Linked DNA regions of Dromaius novaehollandiae: region 2 is linked to region 1. The links are chromatin contacts, called in public Hi-C maps. All regions are on one chromosome and are shown on one strand. The core of a region is the stretch at or near the end of the contact, and the rest is flanking DNA. Distances in the headings are between cores, read along the strand shown.

Region 1 (7,854 bases), core at 2,929-5,428:
AGCTGTCAGGAGGGATGTGCCGTTAATCTCTAAAATGTCTGTGTGTTTTTGTAAGAACACGATTACAGTGAACGAAGAAAGCAAAAAAGAAAGAAGAAAAAGACAGCATCATTTAAGATTGGCTCCGTGCAGCACAGAATGGAGCAGTCAAAGAAATGTCGCCCTCCGTTTCCCTGTATTGACTGCTGGGGGGGGGTCAGCAAAGATTTGGAAACTCGGAAAATCCTGACTCATGCTGAAATCGTTAACTTATTATATGATAACAAAAGATTAGTTTGGAGCTATTGATTGAATGCCATTGGGCCAGATTCCCCGGTGGCATAAAAAAAGTCCAATTAAACAACAGAGCAACGGTAGTTTGTAGAGAATCTGCCCGCTTAGTCCAACACAATGAGGTTGTGAGGGTTTGCTGCTTTTCGTTACTCTCCTTTTTTCCCCGAATCAGTGGAATTTGAGGGCATTCAACAGTTCTGCCTTAGGATATCAGGATATAGTCCAGTGATTTGGGTCGTGCTGAACTGCTAGTTTCAGAAAAGAGTGAGTTTGGGAGTGCCTTTCGAACCAAAAATCCTTTGTTCTTACTTATTCTGTGCCTGAACCTGAAAAATTCCTATATATTGAAAAAATACTCGTTTGCTCCTCCGAGTGCGTAGCCTGAGCCATTTGCTGGGCTGATTTCCACTTGTGTGGACGATGACGCTGCATTTAGGAAGTGAGACTGCCGTAATGCCTAGGCTTTAATCTAACCAGCTCATATAACAACATCAGTGATAACACAGCAGGACAGGCTTCAGCGCCCGCTAGTAACCTGAGCGCCCGGCCGTGGGCTGGCGAGCCGAGACTCTGCCATGCATCTTCACTAGCGGCGTTACCTGAGCTAGCTAGGTTAAAGCCAGAATGGGTGTACTTAACGTCCTGCAATTACACCTTCCAGTAACTCTATCTAGGTCGCCGCAAGGGTCCCGGTGTATTTGAATAATGCCCTGATTTTGCAGTGTTCCAATGTCACTTTGAAATAAAACGCAGCAATGGTATTTTTGCAGCCCAGTTTATGATTGCTACCGATTCTACTGTTAAGAGGAATGGATATATTAGCATTTAATATAGATAAACAGGCAACATGAATGTATAAAGGCATTATCCCTTACAGATGTTATACATGCCTGAAAGACTGTGTCATTTCCATACACTCCTGATGATAATATGATATAATAATAATATGATATTAGGCTTTTATCTTAGCCACTGGAGCTTTGAGAACCCATCTGAATTTTCTGTTTCTTGACATTATAACTGTCATTCCCAGATACATTTTGTACCAAGAAGATACGTTATGTGGAAATCTGCTCATTTGGTCTTCCTACTCTTTTATTCTTTCACGTGGGATATTGTTCATTTTAAGGGTAATTCTCCTTATCCCTGCATAAAGGCACCCTATTGGGGAGCAATACAGAGTGTGTAGGGGAAACTGTCCCCGAACTGCGCTCTGAAATAATTAGCATTTCTGAATACATTTTTGGTGAAATTTCAGGCAAATGGAATTGTAAAGCTGTAGCCCACAGCGTCGCGTGCTTGCTGCTTTCCAAGTGTTGGAGGAAGGCTGCTGTAAGCAAGCGACTGCACGTGGAGCACTGCTTGTTGCTGCAGAGGGTACAAGGTAGCCCTCCTCCTCCTCCTCCTCCTCCGATAGCCTCTTGATTGAGGGCTGCGCAGCAAAACCATTACAGCACCGCTCACTAGTTTAAAAAAACACAACAAATTCTAGGAGCAGAAAACAGAGGCTAAATCACTATCCTCTAACAACTAGGAAGCCCAGTTATGCCTTCCGTTGCGTTTTCTTGCTCTGTTTTTTGGGGGGGTTCATTCTGAACGGTAGCACGTTTTTAATATGAGCATGGGACAATCGCTCACCCCTACCCTGGTGTCTCGGCCTCATCTGTAGGCTGGGCCCACACGTGTGGGAGACACACATTTGGACTCTCACCGGGAGAAAGAGAGCATGGAGAAAACCTTCCCTTTCTTGGGTATTTGCTCCAACATCCAGATTAGTGCATGCAAGAAACTGCATCAAATGTAATCTCTGCAGCTCACAGTGTTAAAAAGAAAACAGTAACCTGGCTCTGCTCTTTCAAAGAGCACCGGTAGACTCCTAAACCCGTGTGTGCAGCCCTGGGACTCCAAGCTGACGGAAACACCCAGATTCTGGCTCTGCGGAGCAGGCCGCACAGATCCCCCTTTCTGATGTTTCCTGCAACCAGGTCTCTGTTGACCATGTGGGATTTTTCACTTGCCCTTGTGAGGTGTCTAACGCTCTCCAGGCTTTAAATGGAGAAGCAAGGTACCTGAGCCCGGGTATTACCTTCCACTCTGGCAGCCTGATACCGAACACTTAGATGCTACTGCATCACATTTTTAAGCACCCATAAGCCATTTTTGAATTGAGACCCGCTTTCTGGTTTTTTCTAAGAATTGTTTGGAGTGGGTGCATTAGGTAAGTTATATTTTCATCCCCTTTAGCAAAAGCAGATGAAGAAGCTGCTTAGTACAGTGGTATTAGACTGTATCTCATCAGTGTCAAGCGGGCTAGTAGTTGAGTTAGGCCAGGACCTTCGAGTTTTTATTTGAAAAGAGCATCCTTTTCCCTAGCTTAGACAAGACTTGCAGTAATTTTAGTTTTTATTTTGGGTTAAAACAGTACACATCTTTTCTCAGCATGTCTCTCTTGTGTCTCCATTGCCCAGAAGCAGCACTTCTGGTATGGAGGCTGGATGTGATCGCTGGAGTTGTTTCACAGCTAAAACAAATGCAAAGGAGATAAGGAACAGCCTGGTTGCGAGCACAACAATGGAAAGCTTTGAGGAATATGACCATTAACGAAGATGGAAACTATAAAAGAGTTATAGTGACTTGGCTAATCCTATGTACTTCTGACAGAGTTAAACTTCTCCAGGTTGCTGATAAGATAGGACAGTTTTTCTTTATCTATTGTTTTTTCAATGTTCAAGGCTACTGAAATGCAAAAGTGCCAGATGGCCCTGTAAGCTAAACAATATACAAAATCTTCCTTATATTATCACCAAATGTCCTGGGAGGGGAGGGGAGAGAGAAAGGTTATTTAATCATTAGAAGTCACTTAGCAGCAAATGACATTCAGCTGTCTTTATCAACGTAAAACAAAAGATTGGGGCCATAGAGCTGTGGGGGCTTTAGTATTACAGGACACGTATTTCATTTGCCTTTAAGTCAGCTGGTGATATCTTGTCCTTGCGTGTAACAGTCACTGAGCTGTGATGCAGCGCTAGTAAAAAGAAATTCTTTTCTACGTGTACAAAAAAATCACTGCAATTGTATAGCAGTGTGCCTGTACGATCTTTCCCCTTGAACGCAACAGCCTCCTGGGTCATCGATAGCAAAATCCCTTCGTTCTCCTGGGGTTCTGCTACCGTCCAGAGGAAACACGGCAGAGATGAGGAGCCCTAGGTTCTGCTTTCAGTCCTGTCACTGAGCCGGTATTTGACCTTTGGAAGTTGTTTCACCTCCATCTTCCCTCCTGTCCTCTCTGTATGTGGTGGCCACAGTCGAGGACTCTAGAGGCTCTGGGCAATTCGTCTCGGCCATCTGAGCTGCCACGTTAACGCGACCCCGGGCCTTGGCTAATCGGCCCTGGACTAAACACCGCGGCGCGGTGCTGCGCTGATGCAGTTACCCTGCTTTTCGGCCTCAGCAGGGCCTCGAGATGGTCTCGTGGCCTCACGTCAAGCGGAGCAGGCACTCTCCCCGCGGCCGCCCTGCCGCGTGCCACAGCAACCGGCCACCTCCGTCTGCCACAGAGCCCTGCTGCTGCCACCGTGGCTCCTCGGTGGCCACCCCGGGTCCCCCAACCCTCTTTCGGGGAGGGGGGAGGCCCCAGCCCACCCAAACTCCTAGGCTCAGGCCACCAACGCGTTGTTCCCCGTTTCCCCGCGCGTTTTCTCTGCGTTTCGCTCCTGCTCCCAGTGCAACCAGTAACCCCCAGCCCGGGGGGGGGGGGGGGTCGGGCCGGGCTGAAGAGCGGCCTCCCACCCGTCAGCAGGGCGTTGCGCGACGCGGCGGGGCGGCCACGCGCGGGAGCGGCCGCGGCCCCCAGGGCGGCGCGGCGCGGCCCGGCCCCGGCGCCGTCCCGTCCCGCCCCGGGCGCGGATTGGCGCGGCCGCCGCGGCCCCTCCCGCCGCCGCCGCCGCCGCTCGGCGCAGGGGGGGGGATCCGGCCGCGCCGCCGAGCCCGCGCAGGCGGCTCCGCGCAGCTCCGCGCCGCCGGGACGCCGCCTCCGCGCCGCACCGGGTAGGCAGCTCGCGGCGCGCCGGGGCCGGGGCTGGGGGCGGCGGCGGCGGAGGGCAGCGGGGCGGCGAGCGGGCCCCGCGGGCCATGGCGGCGGTGGTCGGGCCTGCTCGCGGCGGGCCGCCCGCGGGGCTCCTCCGCGAGCGCGGGGCCTCCGCGCGGGCGCAGCCGGCCGCGGCCCGGAGCGGGGTGGGGAGGGGGGCGCCGCGCTGCGGGGCGCCGAGGCCCCCCTCCGCCCGCCGCCGTCTCCTCGCGGGCCTCCGGGCGAGCGCCCGAGGCCCCTTCCGAAAAAAAGAAGGAAATTACCAAAAAAAAAAGAAAAAATCAAAAAAAAAAAAGTCGTTGCCCGAATCTTGGGGTGTTAAAAGCGCTGTCACCTCGCTGCGGCGTCTCTCCGCGCTCGGCGCCTCCGGTTCCCTCCTTCGGGGAAGGCAGCGTCCAGCCCGGGCGGCGAGGAGGAGGATGAAGGACGGGCGGCGAGGAAGAGGGTGAAGGAAGGGGGCTGCTGCCCCCCAAAAGCGCCCGCTCCGAGGCTCCCTGGGCGATGGCGAGCGTCGCCCTTAGCCGGAGCCGGTTGTGGGCACGGCCTCGTGGCCTAGGGCGCCCGGCGGGGCCACGCGTGCTGGGCACGATGCCCAGTGTCGCCCCGCGTTGCTCTTCGCCGCGCGCTGCCCCGTCTGCAGGGGGGAGAAAAAAGGGAAAATCCGCAACCCTGGAGGCAGGCGGTTGTCTTGGAAGTCCAAAGTCTAAACCCATAAATGCTTGGAGGTGGTTAACGTTGCTGCTGCTTAACGCGGTGGCAGCACAGTGACTGCTTGACTACCAAGAAGGAAAAAACTGCTCTAGTTCTCCGCTGTTTTTGAGCGATTTGAGCAGATTTCAACAGTGCAGCCCTGAAATCCTGCTTGTGCCCGAGCGACTTGGCCTTCAGGGACCGGAAGAATTCCCCGTGCAGCTCCGCTTCGATTGCACCAAAGTTGCGTTTTTGCCCTTGAAATCCTAACCTGAAGCTTTTTCCAGTGTTTTCATTCCTTTCTTATTTTTAATTTTATTTAAATAACTGGCCAATGCCTTGCTGCAGGGGATGGGAGCGTGCTGCGCGGTGGTTTGGGTCCTGCGGGGAGGGAAAGGGAGCGCCTGGCATTGCCTTCCCTCCCCATGGCCCGGCTGAAAGAGCCTCATTGACTCGCGGCGAAGGTAACGTGCCCGGCTCCTCCTTTTAGGTGGTAAACCCATAAATTCGCCCCGGCGCGGGGCCTTGGAGGGGAAGAAGTGGAATGTCAGGGAGCCGCCTGCTCACAAAGACGGTGCCTGTTAATTGCACGACACATATTGAAATTTCCCCTCTGAGTGACAGGGTCCCATTTTAATAGGTGTGAAAAGTTGTGGGATTTGATTTAATACCAGTGTCTTAAAATCTTCTTGCAAGCTCGATATGACTAAGTCATTTCTTTCGTATTTAATTGGAGAGCCAGGCAAAGGTTGAAGGGAACGCTTCATGTTTTGCTAAATGCTCTTTAAAACTCTTCTTTTTTTCCCCCTATTTAGACCAGGATCGTGCGCATACGTGAATGCCTTGTCGAGCTGCAAGTAATTTCCTTGTAGGTGTACGAAGCGTCTTTATGTGTCCCTTAAAACAGGGAGCCCATCCCGCAGCGCGCGGCAGAGCTGGACCCCAGCGTGGCGCTGGCCAGACCCCGGCCACCTCGAACACCTAACAGGCGGGTTTGATACCTGCTTCCAGTGCAGATAACAGCTTTTCTTGCAACCGGTAGTTCGATCTGTAAGGAAAAAAAAGTAGGACTGGGCCCAAGCCTCTGATGAGAAGATAGTTCAGCCTTGGAAGCGTGCGGAGCTCTTGTTCCTGCTGATTGCTTTTCTTGGCTGTCGTGTGGACTTTTTGGTCAGTGGACTTATTGCTAGGCGTTCCTCTCCTTAGATTTAAGCTTTTGAAGGAGATCGTAGTTTAGGGGAAGCTGAGAAACCGACTGGGCAGTGTCGTCAGCCCTGCAGCGGAGAGGGCACAGGAATGTAGGTTTGGTATGTGTGGCGGTTTAGGGCTTTTTTTTTTGTTCTTTTGTACCATATTTTAATGATTCTGTTTCTTTAAGCTATGTTGACTCTGTTAACCTGTTAAGTAAAGTTAGCATGTATTCAAGTTAGCATGGCAGGCTTTAAAATTTGTTTTTAATGTGTGAATATTGCCGTGTAGAACAATATAAGGACTGAATCGGGATAACTGCCCTTAGTGCAGATTCTGGGCGCAGACGTGAAATTAGTATGTGCTTGTTCCCAAATAAATTGTCCTTTTTTCTTCCTGTTGTGGGTGGGGAGTATCTACTGTATCACCTGTTAATCCTACTGTCTCGGTCTTATGCCCGTAGCAGAAGTGGAGGTGTATTTGCTGGTGTGGCTATGGTAGGTAGTTTTAATCCAGTTATTTTGGGCAGCAGGCCTGGCTTTGGTGTAGGGTGGGCTTCTGCGAGTGGCATCAGTGGTGCTCATTTGGGCAGCTAGTTCCTGGTAAAAATCAAGGTTTCTGCAGTGTCATTGCAACGAGTATCTAGGGTAGATGGATTAAATATAGTTCAAGTATGTCTAAATGCGTTGCAGTGCCGTTGCAGTACAGCAATGATAATGTTTATGTAGATCCCTTTCCTGTACATCTGGGGCTCAACCATCTCTTCCATAGGAGCCCCGTGACTACTTCATACTGTTTTAAGGGTAAAAATACACTGCGGAGGTACACATACGTGGCTGTTAAGAAAATGCCAGTTTTATTTTTTTTAATCACTTAGAAATGGTTGCTTGGTATCTTGGGGTGCAGAAAATAGTGCTCTTTTTCACAGGATTAAAAAAAAACTGCTTTAGAAGCTGCAGTGCCTGCAGTTCAGAGCAAAGCAATGCATTTAGGTAACACTGAAGCTGAATTTCTGCCAGTTAAAAATCTTGCTGTCCTAATATGCCATTCTGCACAGTGCTTGGAAGCTAATGTGCAATGTTCTGCTGGCTTGCAGCAAAACAACTAATGATTAAAAATTCAGCAGATGTTGTGGTTCACTTAACTACTTGTTCTTGCATCATTCAGGTCATATCACACAATTAATGTTGCTAATGTTCAATCTAGCTTTTTTGGTTCTAAGAATGGAAATTATCTGAACTACCATGGGATTTATAGAACTGTTTTGGCAGGAACTGGGCTATGCAAAGTAAATTATTCAGAACTGTTTTCATCCTTTCCCTAACTTGGAGAATCTCCTTTTTATTTCTCGGATATTATTTGTTCATGCCAGGCTTTCATTTCTGCAGCCTTTCTCACTTTGATTTCTAAGCGATTTCTTTTGATTGCTTTGAGATGAATGAAATTTCCCCAAGTGTGTGTGGGGGAGGAGCATGATAGGTACCAAGTTTTGCGTTCTTACTTGAACTCAGCATTTCATTTGGCCACAAAAGGTTTTTTTTTTTTTTATGAGAAGTCTCGCTTTGTTTCGGGCAGGATTTCTTGTGCTTTCAGTCCATTTACTTTTAACATTGCAG
Region 2 (7,854 bases), core at 3,579-6,078, 44 kb after region 1:
CTCTCCTGCAGTCCCACCTTCACTGCAGCATGCCCTCCTGTTCCTTGCCTCTCTGCTCCCCCTAAAGAGAGGCTGCTAAATGCTGTCTCTGATTTCAGCTCCCTCTTACTGACCCCGATTCGTTTTCTGCAGCATCTTCCCCCCGCCGCCAGCCTCCAGCACTGTCCTTTCCCCACAATCCCCTGCTGAGATCTGCTGCAAAACTGCAGAGAAGGGTCTGAGCTTCTCTGTGAATCATACTTCATGCAAGGTGAAAATGGAGCTGAAAACTCACCCTGAGCCGTTTGTCTTCCCCATCCTGCGTTTGGCAGGTCTGTGCTTGAACCCTGGCGTAAGGACAGGTCTGGGGGCATGACCGAGCCTCGGTCCGCTAAGGCCACCCAGCTCTAGTGGGCAGAGCCTGTTTTTCTGCCAACAAACAGCGCTCTTTGCCTTGCTTAGACACAGAATATTTCACTTCAAGTTACCTGCCTCATACAACAACACATGCTCACGTCCTTTTGAAGTGACCTTGTAAACAGGAGGGTGTTCCCTTGCATGCAAAAGTAATTCACATCCATTAGCTGCATCTGGCAAGGTGAGAAAAAGTCACCCAACAGCATATAGTCCACAGCTGGCCTACATGAGAAATCTGCCAGTTTACATATACGTACATGTGTGTGTCAATGCAGGTATTTTATGTAAGAGTTTTTTAAAATCAGTATTGCATATTTTACCACTTCATGACCACACTGTAAGTTAACTGTGACAGGGTTGGATGCCTGGGACATTTTGAAGGCTGGAAATTCTTGTATACTTTCCCCAGCAGGTTTAAAAAACAAACCACACAGAAGTAACAATTATAAATATACAACTTTAAAAAATTTCTGTTAAAGATTTATTGCAATAATACAATAAAATTTAGAAAAAAAACCATTTGTGTTTAGTTACATCTAGTTCGGAAGTTGCAGAGAGAGAGGCCCAGAGTTTTTGCAGGTGACTAGCAACCGTTAGATACCCCATCTGTGACCCTTCAAAGGCACCTGATTTTCAACAGAGGGATGGGCTCTCAAAATCAGGCCCTTCCTTGGCAGCTCAAATTTGCCACACCAGATCACTGGTCACGGACAAAAGTCACGGCCTAAGTTGAAATTCCTGCATTCATGCTACGCAAATTGTTTTGTAAACTCTCAGCTGGCTGTCTTCAAATATCTGTAATTACGGATGTTCTTTCCCTCCCTCCCCCCTCCCCCAAAAAACAACCTATAAAACAAATCCTGTCAATTGCACTCAAGTTTTGGACACACACATTTTTTTCCTTAGCTACACATGTGCAAAAACACTTTTAAAAAAACACAACCTGTATTCTGTTACAAAAACATTTCTCGAAAGGACCTATCCCAATGCATTTTAACATCCTTGCAATGCCTTTGTGCACTTTCAGAATATTACATGGTTGCAAATAAATTATTTGGAAAACATGATGGTTGTGAAGTTAATATGGCTTAAAAAGGTGTCTGTTAGTTTTGTAAAGTAAGAAAATGAAAGCATACAAAGCTGAATCATGGCCTGGCCTCTAGGGGTTTTAAGTAGCACAAAGGCAGCAATGAAAGAGCAACTGAAATGTGCTTAAAAAAAAATTTAGATGGTGGAGTCCAGTGCAAAATAACTGGGGAAACAGAAAGGGTTGTAAGACGCTAAGAGCCCAATATACAGTACTCATGAGTATGTGCTGGTTGCTCAGAACTGCAAAGAATCCGATAGCTGCAACTAAGTAAAGTGCCGTTAACTGAACGGTAACCAAAGCCGACAGTCCCCGTCCCCGGAGAGAGCCCTGGCGGTTCAGGGACGGGGGGCATAGTCCCAGTTCAGACTACAGTAGTCGAGGAGTCTTAGCTATTCTCTTAACTGTCTTGTTTCCCAAAACAAACCTAACTATTGGATTTAGACCAAAACAGTTGTAGGACTGAGGATGTCTTCATCTAACAACATATGCGCTGTTAGTATGGAGTTAAGGGTCTTTGGTTTAAAAAAAAAAGAAAAGAAAAGAAAGAAAAAAAGAAAAAAGAAAAGAAAAAAAATCTACCGACACCAAATCCCCGTCCCCAAGGCCGAAGAGAAAGAGCTGCCACATGAGACTGGGGGGCTGGGAGACGCAGTATTGAGCGGCACCCTGGCGCACACAAGCATTAGTATGCAAATTGCTTTCTCAACCCCTCCTCAGTGGAGACAGGAGGCAGCGCTGATGGGCCCTGTAGGAAGCACACGTCTCCTTTTGCTGGCCAGAGCAAAACCACCGCAAACCACTCAGCACTGAACAAGGCAGCAGGCTAAGCTGGCCCAGAGCCGGTATCTGAAACACGCACCAGGGCGCTGCCCGACGCCAGGGATGCGGCTCATGCATCACTCAGTGCAGCCTCGCAGCGCTCCACGTTACGAGCCGTGTCGCCATGGGAAAATTACAGGGAAGAGAGGCAGAAGTCTTCCATCTTGGAGGGATGGGAGGCTGCTTTTACATTAGTTTACCCCACGGAGAAGTAAAATGTTCCAACTATAAAATGTAAACCATACATTGGAAGCCTCACTGAGCAAACCCATCTTTAAGTAATACATACCCAAAGGCAGAGGAAGTGGAGGAGCACTTGTTAATGAACGCATCTGTCAGGATCACACCTCCTGCAGTTTTACAAGCAAGCCAACTGCGCTGTGAGCATTTCTGCAGTGAAATGAAATCAACTTCTTGGCATTAGGTAAACAAGAAAAAAACCCCACCATAAACATAAAATAGAATAGGGTTTAAAATGCATATAGTGTGGAGAACAAGTGACTTCATTAAACTAGCTTGAAATGAGGTTTTATAATAAGAAGTGGCAACGTGGTGTTCTGACTGACAAATATTATTGCAGCAACGCAATCCTTCTGTATCGGCGTCAAATGTGGGTCTAGCTAAGAAAATGTCCAGTGTTTCTTTGGTGTATGATATTAAGAGTAAAGAGCCTGTGTGTGCTTTGGACAGCACAACATGAAACTTCTAGACTACCGATCACTGGAAACAGCATGAAACGAACCAGTTTTCCACTGCAAAACTGGGTAAAGATCCACAACCAAATTAAAACAAGAGCAATTTGCTGTGTGAATTCCTGTCCATGCTGATTCTTTGTATTAAAAATATGGCAACAGAGATTAGAAAACATGTTAAAAATGCATAATTGTCATGTCCTGAATGAAAAAAATTTAGAAATATGCATTTTTGCATTATGCAAGACAGATTTAAAACACACAAACAAAAACCCTGTAAGGAGTTAAGAAAATGTGAACTGCATTTGCACCACTGTCCAGACTGAATATTGAGCAGCCTTCTTCCTGTACTCATTCTAATCCAAATACTCCAAAATCCGTTTCTTCTTTAGAAGGTAAAGCAGGCGGCTGCTGGGTCCTTTTTCTTCAATACTCAACAATGCAGACAGAACCAAGACACAAAGTGCCGTCACAGAATCAGTCAGAAGTACGTAGCTAGCTAATTTACAAAATGGTACTGTCACAGTCATCTTGGGTAAATAAAAAGGTTTTTCTGGTTTACAAAATCAAAGTCTGACCTTTTCTTTGTTCCAGGCACTACTTAACTGAATATGTAAGGTTTACTACAGTATTGTCAGGGAGGGATTCCTTCCACAAATCCTATGATCCTTTTCCCATGCTCATTAACGATGTCCAGTGTACGCCTTAAACCATGAGGTCACCGACGCAGCAGCAGAAGAGATCATTCCACCAGCGCTGCTGCTGGCGATGGGCTGAGATACCTGCGTACTCTGACTCTGGAGCATCTCCACCTGCTGCGAGGGGATATCGCAGAACCTAGGGCTCGGCAGGTTCTCCCAGTCTGTCCCTAGATCCGTCTCTTCATCACTGACGTGCTCGTCTCCGCTCTCATCTGTTTCACCAGTGGCACTGGGATCCACAAACTCCATGGAGTCTTCAAGATCAGCACTAATTTCAAAAGGCCCAGACCTGCGAACACGGACACAATGCTGTCAGTCCTTCCAGTACAACGCGAGAGAGGGAACGTCACCTCACTGGTATGAGTCCCAGGCATGCCAAAGCAGCCTGGTGTGTGTGTCATGCCTATAGTAATTAAAACCTCTGTGTTTATCAGTTGGCAAGGAGAAATTCACTGGCTGCAGAGATAACTGTATTATGACAATGGTAGAATGAAAACAGTTGGCCAAGGAAGCGATAGCTGGGTTCCAATCCACTGAGCAGGAACGGCGGAAGAGCTGTTTTACTTTGGCAGTGGATAGTCACACACACGAGCTATTGATAATAACTCACAATTCCACGAGTGGAAATCTCAGCTTGATGTAGAACAGCTTTTATTTTTAAAACGAGCTCTGGCCATGCCAAGACTGCTGCAGCTCTGTCAGCAAGGGGGAGGGTGCAGTTCACAACTTACAGAGCTGGGCTGGCAGAATCCACTAGTGGAGACTACCCACAGCAGCACTTCCCTGTAAGCAGGACCAGGCAAACCTGCTAGTGGAACCTACCTTCAACCAGCACTTAGGGCTTTCTGCCCTTGACACCACAGGCTGCCCAAGTGCCAGTATGGGAGAACTGAAAGCACTTAAGTGCAAAGAAAAAATCTTTTTTTTACTGTGAGGGTGGTCAAACACTGGAAAAAGTTGCCCAGTGAGGTTGTGGAGTCTCCATCACTTGAGATATTCAAAACTTGTCAGGGCATGATCCTGAATAACCTGCTCTGAGAGGGAACTTGGACTAAACGAGCTCCAGAGGCCCCTGCCAACCTCAGCTGTCCTGTGACTGTGCGAGTTCTCTGCTGCCGCTGCCTGGTAGGAGAAGCAATTGCATCCTGCCCAGTCCCACAGCCTTGCACTAAAACACAGGGACCCTGGAGTCAACATCTAAGAAGTCTTCGCCGAGCATCTGCAAACAGTTTCAGCAGTCCATAACCCACAATCGGATTTTCACAGTCAGTGAAAGGTTTATCTCCTACAGCAAGCAGAGCCTCTGTCAAATTTCATTCCAAAGCACAAAGCTCCTACAGATCCTCAGTGAAACAGGAGCAAGAATTGAGCATGGATGAAAGAGTGTTTCTCCAGCCTTGTTTGGAGAAGCCTGAAACAATCATTTAGGATAGAAAATTTTAATCTAAACGATAAAAGCTTGGTAATATTACACACATCTGAAAACAGGAGCTTATAGAGGAAACTATCAGGCAACTACAAACCTAGATACCTAAAGCAAAATAAAGACAGCTGGTTGCTGCAAACTTTGCAGGCAGTTGAGAAATTAAACACTCCTCTTTCATAATGTAAAAAGGAACAGGAGCGCTGCTTTCTGGCAAAGCATTTTGCTTAACAAGGGAACATCAGAAGAGAGTCATCAGGTTTAAGGCCAGAAGGGACCATAATATCATCTACTGTGACCTCCTATATAACAACAGCCGTTAAATTCCATCCAGTTCCCCCTGTCCTGAGCCCAGTAACTTGATGAAATGGATGAAAGCATCTATTCCAGAAACTCATTGAGCCTTGACTGGGAAACATCAGGAAATGGAGAATCTCCACCTTCACTCTTGCAGATAATTAATCTGTGTTAAAAGCATATGCCTCATTTCAATTTAGCTCAGACTCTGCCTCCAATGGTGTTTACGCTCCTCTCTGCAGGACTAAGATGCCATTCAGTAGCCTCCATTTTCTTCCCCATGAAGGTGTGGAAATCAAGTCATCTCTCAATCTCATCTTTAATGAGCTAAAAGAGTTTTTAAAAGTTTAAACTTTCCCTCCCTGGCAGGTATTTTCTCCAGGGATCTTTTTACTCTTTCCCATAACCTCTTCTTTTGCTATGTGGACCCTGTAGATGCCTGTGAAGCTTGGTAACAGTCACACAGAGAAGTGAGTAGACTGTGGCACTTGGATCCTTTACAGTAACTACTTTCTAGAACATAGTTTTTCATTCGCCAGGTATTTCCTGCAATTCCCTTGCTTTCAGACAAGCAGCAGCAAGCACCTCTTTTTCCAAACTGAGCTGTGTGAGAGGGATTTGCCTCCCCTTGCCTTTGGTTCAAACCAGTCGGGATATAACCAAAGAACACAACTAAGTTCTGAGAGACATGAATTCAGTTCATCTTAGTGGCACTGCAGGCTTTTAAATAAAAGCAAGAACAAGGTCAAAAAGTAAATGTCAGAACACGTACGTGTTTGAGGGGGATAAAGCAGTCCTCAGATCTAACTAATATCTAGAGACTGTCCCAGGCACAAGTCACTTGTGACTGGACTATCACGAGAGGAAATCAATGCTGCTAGCTTTTTTTATACCTAAGCTGTAATAAAATGAATATTAGACCTGGTGCATGCAGCCTGCAGTAACGGGTGTTCTTTACATTGCCTACTAAATTAACTGAAAAGTTGTCTTTAATCTTAATTTACATAAAAATTAGTATTATTGGAAGAGCGGACTTTGGCCTATGGGGCTCACTGATCAGAGGTATTTTGTGCAAGCCTTACCCAGTATTAGTTTTAGGGTTTATACTACTGGATGCTCTTAGATATTTATACATTGGCAAGATGTGATTACAGTCGTATCTGGCACACAAAGAGACTGCCTGGGGCGTGTGTTGCTGTCATCCAGAGGAAAGGAGTTCCTGTTTCTGGGCCCAGAGCAAACATCAAGTCCATAAAGTTAGTCACAAATTCTCCAGCTGAGCCTGCCGTATGCAGAAGTACAGTGTACAGAGATCTCTGAAATCTAATTTCTCACTAAGATCCTATTTTCTGCCCTCTCCTGTCTTCTTGCAACCACCCTGATTTCTGATGTGCTGGGGAGGACTCATCCATAGGTGCAGCAAAAGGGGAGGATTTCCCACATAAATAACAAGGCAAATGCATAACTCCAAAAGCAATTCAGTCACAGGGGCATCAATACTGCTCTTCTTACCTGCCCAAGTTCTCAGTGTCTGGGCTGACCAGGTACATAAGGTTCCTGAGCGTATGCAGTGGGTGCAACAGATCTAAATTTACATGCTACCAAGGGGAAGGCAAGAAAAAAAGACATCATCAGTTACTGGAGGAAACCTGCAGTCACAGTTCATATTTTAAAAGCTATTTAAAGAATCCAAATGTACATTCATCCTACCTGAGAGAAACAAAGGTGAAGGATATTAGCATTCAGCTTCTTCACTGCCCGCATGAACCTGTGTCTGCTGAGATTCTCTCCACAGAACTCGCTGTTGAAAGACCGCATGCACACACACACACACGTGTGCACATACACACACACAGAGCAAAACACTATGAAAATGCACTGACTGAAGACATCAGCATTTTGCAGCCTGGCTTCTTAACATACCATGGAGTAAACATTCTTGTAGTGAGCACTTGTTTAAATTGTACAGCCAGTTTTAGCGTGCTCAGGAGATGAGTGTTTTTCACCTTGTAGGATTGTTAGCATTTCCCCAACAAGCCCTGCTTGCCCTAGTCTCGCTGATTTCTACAGGGCAAGTGATCTGAACAGCATGCAGACTCAGAAAGGTCTGTTGCAGCCAAACTATTTTGGCTCTCCTTTTAAATCTCAGTTCATATCCTGTTCCAAATCCTTTCCTTCTGAGGAGACTGAGCACCCAAATCATAAGATAAAAATCTACCGTGATCCCGTACAACTTTTGCGCCCTCGCTTGGGCAACTGTTGTTCTAAACACTTGAAGAATCTCAACAGCAGAGCTGAGACCCCTGAAAGACTGACCAAGTCCACAGCTTCCTCAGTACTTCTGTACAGATCCCATCTGCTCTACATAGACATTAAAAACCTAATTTTTTTTCATCACAGCTGGAGTTTACAGGATACACTCCCAGACGTCTGGCA

The links. A called contact is a pair of places that touch in the nucleus more often than the background predicts.
Region 2: a Hi-C map of liver shows a contact between it and region 1, with 9 times the contacts expected there. The contact joins the enhancer-like site here to the promoter of FBXO34 in region 1. A contact is called at or near these places in 3 of 4 Hi-C or Micro-C datasets (brain, liver and ovary).

What each region holds. Positions count from the first base shown.
Region 1 is chr5:5,284,572-5,292,425 of bDroNov1.hap1, forward strand. It overlaps FBXO34 (F-box protein 34), which reads left to right and starts at 4,179. Exons shown (of 3, transcript XM_064511868.1): 1 at 4,179-4,320.
Region 2 is chr5:5,328,128-5,335,981 of bDroNov1.hap1, forward strand. ATG14 (autophagy related 14) reads right to left here. Exons shown (of 10, transcript XM_026100040.2): 8 at 7,129-7,219; 9 at 6,931-7,016; 10 at 849-3,987. The coding sequence ends at 3,681. Among named protein-coding and RNA genes, the nearest start is that of ATG14, 17 kb to the right of the region's middle. Within about 2 kb of position 4,829, at least 2 of the 2 cell types and tissues checked have open chromatin away from gene starts, as enhancers often do.